Linked DNA regions of Mus musculus: region 2 is linked to region 1. The links are chromatin contacts, called in public HiChIP or PLAC-seq maps. All regions are on one chromosome and are shown on one strand. Each heading gives the region's core, a stretch centred on a gene start, on an enhancer-like site or on the middle of the called end of the contact. The rest is flanking DNA. Distances are from core to core; before and after follow the strand shown. Region 1 overlaps Camk2d (calcium/calmodulin-dependent protein kinase II, delta). Region 2 has its middle 160 kb from the start of Gm25501.

Region 1 (3,620 bases), core at 606-3,105:
AAGAAAGTAAAAGTATTTTCTTGATGTGGATTAGTCATGCGTAGAGGATATAGTTTTGGTCAAATTATATAATTGTCTTTATCAGTTCGTACATGGAAGATAGGGCTTTGCCTTCTCACAGAATAAGACAATAACATACTTTCTACTAAACTACACAGAGTATGGCAAAACTATACACATCACTTAAATATATCAGCCCTTTCTTAGGTAATTATTCAGTGACTTGACAGAGGGAGCTATTCCTGCAGAAAGAAATCGCCAACAAAATAAATGCATTAAAACCATTTCCTGTCTTTCACCTTTTACCTACTTATATCTACAATGGTGCCTGGGTGATTTTCAGAAGCGTAGATAGTCCTAAAGGTTTCTAGAATCTACCAACATTAAAAGGATCTGCTCTCAAAGGGCTGCATATATTTTAGAGGGAAGACAGCTGAGGCCTATATGGTCTATACCAGTATGATCAAGCAGAAATGAAATTTATTCATTAGGTTCCAGAAAATAAATGTGAGCACCCTGTGCTCAATTATTACCTAGACATTTTCTTTAATCTTATATTATACTTGTTAATCTTAGTTTTATACTTAATTTCTAAAATTTTGTGTGTATAAGTCTGTTATAACCCTAAAAACAAATAGTGCATCAATTTTTCAAATCCCCAAGGGAAACTTTGGCTCATTTTATTTTGACTTGTTTCTTTGAGTCAGGTCTCACTATGTCCACAGGGCAGGTCTAGACCTCATTTTATATCCACTTTTAACCTTAAACTCTGTGTCCTTTTGCCCCAGCATCTTGAGTGCTGGGATTACAGGTGTGTGCTCCCATGCTCACCTGAGAGACTGTAATAGACACACTGATATGTAGATAAATGAAAGAGAGAGTTATCCTGAGCAAGTACTTAATAGCTCAAGTCAAACTCAGATGAGAAACATTATAAATTAAAGCCATTCTCATAATTACCAAGGTGTGAAAATGTCCTAGGTGGATGAACTACATATACTGAGGTGTTGGGATTCCCTTCGCTATACTCAGTTATTTAAATATTCGCTCCTCTGGTGGATAACGGATAGGTTTTCAGACACTTGATTAAAAATAGAGACCAGGGAGCAGGGTGGAAGCTAAGACCTGTAGGCCTCAGCAAAGACTGAAAAAAAAAAAAAATAACATATGAGAAAAACAGTAGCTGGCAAAGAGGAGGGCAGGATACCCTTAGCTGAGGCCAGCAGAACCCTGCCACTCATAGGAAGAGTTTTACAGTGTTTAAAGTGGCCCATGGTTCATTATAATATGGAATACATGAAGCTGTATATAGAACTACATGCAACAGAGAATGTGTGAAAAAAAATCAGGCAATGCAATAGGGACAGAAAGATCACATTCCATAACATACAACATCTCCATCCTCCATGAAGCCAGGCTACTCCTGCTCTGAGCTCTCTCTCCCCTGGCCTAATTCCTCTGCTGGAAGTCTCTGTCTCTGTCTGTCTGTCTGTCTGTCTGTCTCTCTCTCTCAAATAAATGGTCTTTACTTCAGCTGCATCAGCCTTGGCTCAGCTCTTTGTTCTGGTGCACAATGACCTAGACTCTCTCTGGGAGTGTCCACCAAACACTTACCTAAGCTGGTATCAAAACCATGTGCAACATTTTATTTAACTGAAGAGCTAATGCTAAAACATTCACAAGATGATCCTTCCTGAATCACTGGCAAAGCTAAATGGTGCATCTGTTTATTTGGTTAACACATATGTTTTTTACGTAATATCAATGACTCAGCAAAAATGGGAGGCGTAGACTTAATCGTAGCCTTGACACTGATCTCTACATTTGCACTCTAAGAAACAATGAGTGTCTTTCTTTAAGAGAAGTAGGGAAGTGCCCTAGTAATACAGAGAGTATGCCTGAACAGTGCCAGTGCTCTACTTAACCAAGAAGAAAAGGAGCAGCAGAGGTGACTGCCAACTGTGGCCTGCAGCCATTTTCATTTCCTAAATTGTCCATCTTCCTCCTGGACCTGAGATCTACTTACTGGTTATTTATTCTATAACACAAGTTCATATGTTTTTCGAGACTATTTCATTAACGCTACCTAAAGAATTATAGAATTTAGTGACATTTTTACAAAAGGTACTTCCCAGTTAAGATTTAGCTAATGGATGAATCACATTTTTTCAATTCTTCAAATATATTTTACCCTCCTTTAAATGTTTATTTTAAATATCTTTATTATTATAATAATATTTCAGAATATATTCTACCCAAGCAAAGAGGAAGCTATACATACTGAGCTACAGCAAGAACACAAAACTGCACAAGAAAATGGAGCAAAATTAACACTTCAAAACCAACTATGTGGTCAGAGGAAGTAGAGTAAACCTGAAGTACATATTGAGCATGTTTGTGCGGTGGTTCTGTGATTTCAATAGCTTGATAGCTTTGGCAAACAAAATGAAATGGATGTCAAAGCTATATTAAGAAAGTCTATGAAACCCAAGCCAAAAAGCTCCCAAAATCATAAAGCTCCATTGATATTCAATGGAGACCGTTAAAAATTATTAGAATATTTTCATAACACTTCTTCAGAATATAATCTTGAATACAGTTTTCTATACAAGCTTTAATGATATATATAAAATGTATATATATTTTATTCAACTTTTGACTGACATGTTTAAAATCAGTCGTTAGCTGCAATGTCAACAATATGCTTGCACAGAACACATGTTTAAATTTAAATCACATGAAATGTGAAAAAGCTGACATATTCACAGAGTGATTCATTATCCAGAATAATGTATTCATAAAACAAAACAAAAAAGAATTTCTTTTGGGATAAATCTTCTTCCTAGTTTAAAGTGAACAAGCTTTGCTGTGATGGATGTGGCTCTGTGAATTAGGGCTTTCCCACTCTTTGCCTCAAGCCTACCTTTCACGTCTTCATCCTCAATGGTGGTGTTTGAGCTCTCAGTTGACTCCTGTGCAGAGGGAAACACAGCTTTAAGCTTCACAAAACAGAGAGCTAGCTCTTATGACAAACTTGGCTGGTGATGCATACAGATCATGCAAACTTCTTCAGCAGGCTGTGTGCATATGCCGACATGCAAATGGACACATATGTCAAGTGACTTTCAACAGAAACAAGATGTCATATGCTGCAAACATTTCAAAGGGAGCACTCTGGTTGCCTAGTCACGGATGCAGGATAAATCCAGGTGATTTGTAGAAGCAGAAGAAGTATGTAGTTTATTTGAAGATGAATTGCATGAGTTCACATTACAGTGCCTCATACAGTGTGTTTTTAGGAGAAGTGGAATATTTCAGCAGAATAAATTTTAAATTTAAAATACATGTTTTTTTTTTCTTTCCCTAATGAACCTCAAAAGTAGCAAGTTTTTGCATTGGGCACTGTGTTGAGTATAGAATTTGCTATTTGTCTACCCTGCACCTGTGTGGAGAAAGGGCGCTCATTTCATCAGAAGCTGGGACTATCCAGCTGAGCCAGGCTGAGCACAGCTGTCACAAAGTTTCAGGTTTATCTTTAGGACACTGAGATCGTAAGGCATAGTATGTTTTCAAGGTCAGTTAGACTTATTTTCATTCATTCATTCTTTTTTTTTTTTCAT
Region 2 (3,346 bases), core at 380-2,879, 37 kb before region 1:
AAATGAAAGTGAAATGCAGGCTGGGGATGTACCTCAGAGATTGAGTACTTGGCAAGAATGCTTAGGGTTCCAAATTCCACGTCCATCATCAACAAACCTCGAAATCAGGACTCTACATCTCCAAATTAAACATAAGAATGTTAAACAAAGATAAAAAAAACCACAAACAAACAAACAAAAAAATGACTGAGCAAATGGGAATATAGGTTAGTGTAGAACCCTGACCTTGTAGCAGCAAATTTTCTTCTAACTAAATTTTATTATATAGTTAGTGGAAAACACCCACAAAATATATAAGAGAATGCACATAGTATGACTTTGTGAGAGAATGAATAGAGGGAACCTGTTTTTATGACTGTTGAATTACTTGAAGATTAGAGTAGTCCTCTGTCTCTTCTGATCTTTTGCTGATGAGGAATCATAGCCTAAATTACAAAATCTCTCCTGAGAAATAAATAATAAAAGTAAGACTTCAATCTCTCTCTCTTTCTCTCTCTCTCTCTTTCCCTACCTCCCTCCCTCCATTCCTCCCTCCCTTCCTTCCTTCCTTTCTTCTCTTTTTTTCTTTATTTCCAGTAAATTTAGAGTTAACTAGGAACTAAGCCAGATGCATAGAAATGAGAGAGGTAAGAGAGGCCAGTGACATGGCAAGCCAGAGCAGTGGATTTTTTTGTTTGTTTGTTTTGTTGTTGTTGTTGTTTTTTGTAAGCTCAAAGTGTTCAAATTTGCTTTCGGGATTATGCAGGTATCTTTCCTTACAACAGAAAACCATATTTTGTTAAGAACCTCAATGATAAGATCAATGTGATGGAGACACACAGTGTCATTTCTTCCTGGTGAACCTGGGGCTTTGGAACCCACTCTCTGGTTCCTCTTCTCATTCTCTTTGCTCACTCTCTGCAAAGAGAATCATGACATCATCCCAGTGGTCAGGCCGAGCAAGCCTTTGGCTGCCTCTCCCTCAAACCTTGGGATATATCTTGTGGAATAAGTAAAGGGTTGTTGTATGCTAGAGTTTGATTTCTTCTTAAGCTACTTCTCTCGTCTGAGTTTGACTTACCCTTAAGCAGAACTTATTTACCTGTTTAGTTCTTAATGAATTCTTGGCTGAAGCATGACTCTTGGACAGGACAGGACAGGATATGCAGGAGCCCATATAATCCATTTTCACCATGGCACCTGTCATATAGTAATCATATAGTAGGCGGCTTGATCAGTGTCTCTCCTGTTTTTCATCCCTACATTAAGGACTCTTTGTTTTGTTATCTTCCCCACTTCTTATCTCCAATTGTCAGCCTGGTGCCTATGCTGCACCCTAAGGCATCCAGTTTCCTGTAGCTTTTTGGATCATGTATGGCTCTATATTAAGCCATCCTTGATTGATCTGCAGAGAGGAAATATAGGAGGGTAAACTTAATGTCAGTTTTGAAGATCAGTCCTTTCAAGCCTGTGGCCCAAAGGGAGTTTTTCTCACTGGTGTACACAGTAGAGTGCCTGATCCTTTTTGGGGGTGGGTGTGGGTGTGGAAAAGGCTGCTAAGTGATAATATTGAAGGAACACAGATGAGTGGAAAGTAAATCATGAGAATGACTGTTGCTTTTCCCAGACTGCGATGACTAAGCAACTCCTGTGGAAGCCTCTGAGTCACCTGTGATGAGCAGTGGGGTGCAGACAAGAAGCACTGCACAGAACTCACACACATCTCCAAGCACTTTGCCCTCACCACAGCAAGCTTCTCCAGGGGCAGGGGTGGGTGGAACAGCCCTGCAGATGCACCAACTGTCAATTCTCTGTGCCTGTGGAATCAGTAGGTGGGAACTGAATGAGATCCTTGATGTTTATGGATTCCTACCACCCTACCTCTAGATCCATGAGGACTCTTCGCCTGAGGGATATAGTTCATATATAGACAGGATAGGTCCTGTTGAGACAGGACCCTTCTGGAATGTTGATAGAAAAGTGAGGTGCAGCAGACAATGGTGGTTCAAGTCAGGTAGAGGGAACTTTAAGGGATTGCTTTTGAGTGAGAGTGTAGACCATTGCATGTGTTTGTATGGAGCAATAATACATCTTGACTTCTATTTTAACAAGGCTGCTTTGTGTGCTGCATTGGGAATAGAGAAGCATCAGCACAGATAATAGGTATGTATGAGAAGCTGAGAGATTTGTGAGGATGATGTTCCAGGAATATAAACAAGATGAGGATGATCTGAGTCAAGGCTAGCAGAGAGCAGATGGAAGTGCTCACAAAATGGCTTCATTTGAAAAGTGATAGTTTTTAAATTAAAAAGAACTAAAAATGAGTGCAAGGTTTCTGTCCTGATCAATAAGAACTAAGTTGCCAATTATTGAGATGTAGAATAAGCAATAAGAGAATATTTTGGAACAGACTAAAGGGTCTAAGTAGTGGATCTGTTGACTTGAGATGTCTATTGGACCTATATTGTTGATTCATATAAGAAGTCAGGCAGGTGCGTGTGTTTGGAGTTAGGAAATGTGATCTAGTGGCGGGGGATATATTTGAGTATCATTAAAGTAATTTACAACGATGAAGATAAGATCCAACTATTTTAGGGATGAATGAAGTAGAGAAGGAGGAGGAAGGAGAGGAGGAGAAGGAGAAGGAGGAGGAGGAGGAGGGAGAGGAGGAGGAAGAGGAGGAGGAGGGAGAGGAGGAGGAGGAGGGAGAAGAGGAGGAGTAGGAGTAGGAGGAGTAGGAGGAGTAGGAGGAGTAGGAGAAACTTTGGTTTTTTTTTTTTTGGTTTTTTTTTTTTTTTTTTTTATGTGATTAACCAAAGGTTGAGAAGCAGCATCTAGACAGGCTGGTGCAGCATCAGGCAAGCATCATTTAGAAAGGTTGGCAGAGCACCAGGCAAGTATAAAGCAACATGTGCTCCAATTGGAGACTGTGAACCACTGGGTGAGATGCTGCTGAGACAGTAAGTAAAACAAGGGCCAAAAATGTATTCTTGCTTTAACAACATAATAGTCACGGAAAAGAAAAGTGTGAGGTGGGCATTGGAATGTTTAAGAGTGGAGGGAGAGCTGGGTAGTAGGGCTCAAGGGTGGAATCAAAGCAGAAAGACTAAAGGTTGGGCTGAAGACATGGCTGCCAGTAAGGTTCTTTCTGTGAAACATGGAAACCTGAGTTTGAGTACATAGCACATCCCATGAACAAATTCTGTTTGATAGCACAGGCATTTGACACTAAGGTTAGAGTTGGGGAGATAGGCAGATTCTTAGGGTTCACTGACCAGCCAGTCTAGCTGAAGCAACAAGTCCCAATTCTCAACGATAGCCTCTCTCTTGAAAAATAAAGGGATCCACTAGCCTCCCGGTACACATG

The links. HiChIP or PLAC-seq counts read pairs in DNA pulled down with a chosen protein or histone mark.
Region 2: a contact with region 1 is called in a CTCF HiChIP or PLAC-seq map of the NIH/3T3 cell line, with 11 read pairs. The contact joins two enhancer-like sites. A contact is called at or near these places in 1 of 15 datasets of contacts at CTCF or cohesin (the NIH/3T3 cell line), 1 of 484 Hi-C or Micro-C datasets (CD4 T cells), 4 of 115 datasets of contacts at active chromatin or transcription factors (CD8 T cells, cardiomyocytes, double positive thymocytes and 1 more) and 4 of 9 other capture datasets (adipose tissue, embryonic stem cells, liver and 1 more).

The regions. Positions count from the first base shown.
Region 1 is chr3:126,809,991-126,813,610 of GRCm38.p6, reverse strand. Camk2d (calcium/calmodulin-dependent protein kinase II, delta) reads right to left here. Exons shown (of 21, transcript NM_001346635.1): 16 at 2,924-2,972. Among named protein-coding and RNA genes, the nearest start is that of Gm15551, 140 kb to the right of the region's middle. Within about 2 kb of position 1,855, at least 26 of the 459 cell types and tissues checked have an H3K27ac peak or open chromatin away from gene starts, as enhancers often do. A contact at or near this core is called in the NIH/3T3 cell line, where this site is marked.
Region 2 is chr3:126,846,589-126,849,934 of GRCm38.p6, reverse strand. No RefSeq gene overlaps it. Among named protein-coding and RNA genes, the nearest start is that of Gm25501, 160 kb to the left of the region's middle. Within about 2 kb of position 1,629, at least 38 of the 459 cell types and tissues checked have an H3K27ac peak or open chromatin away from gene starts, as enhancers often do. A contact at or near this core is called in the NIH/3T3 cell line, where this site is marked.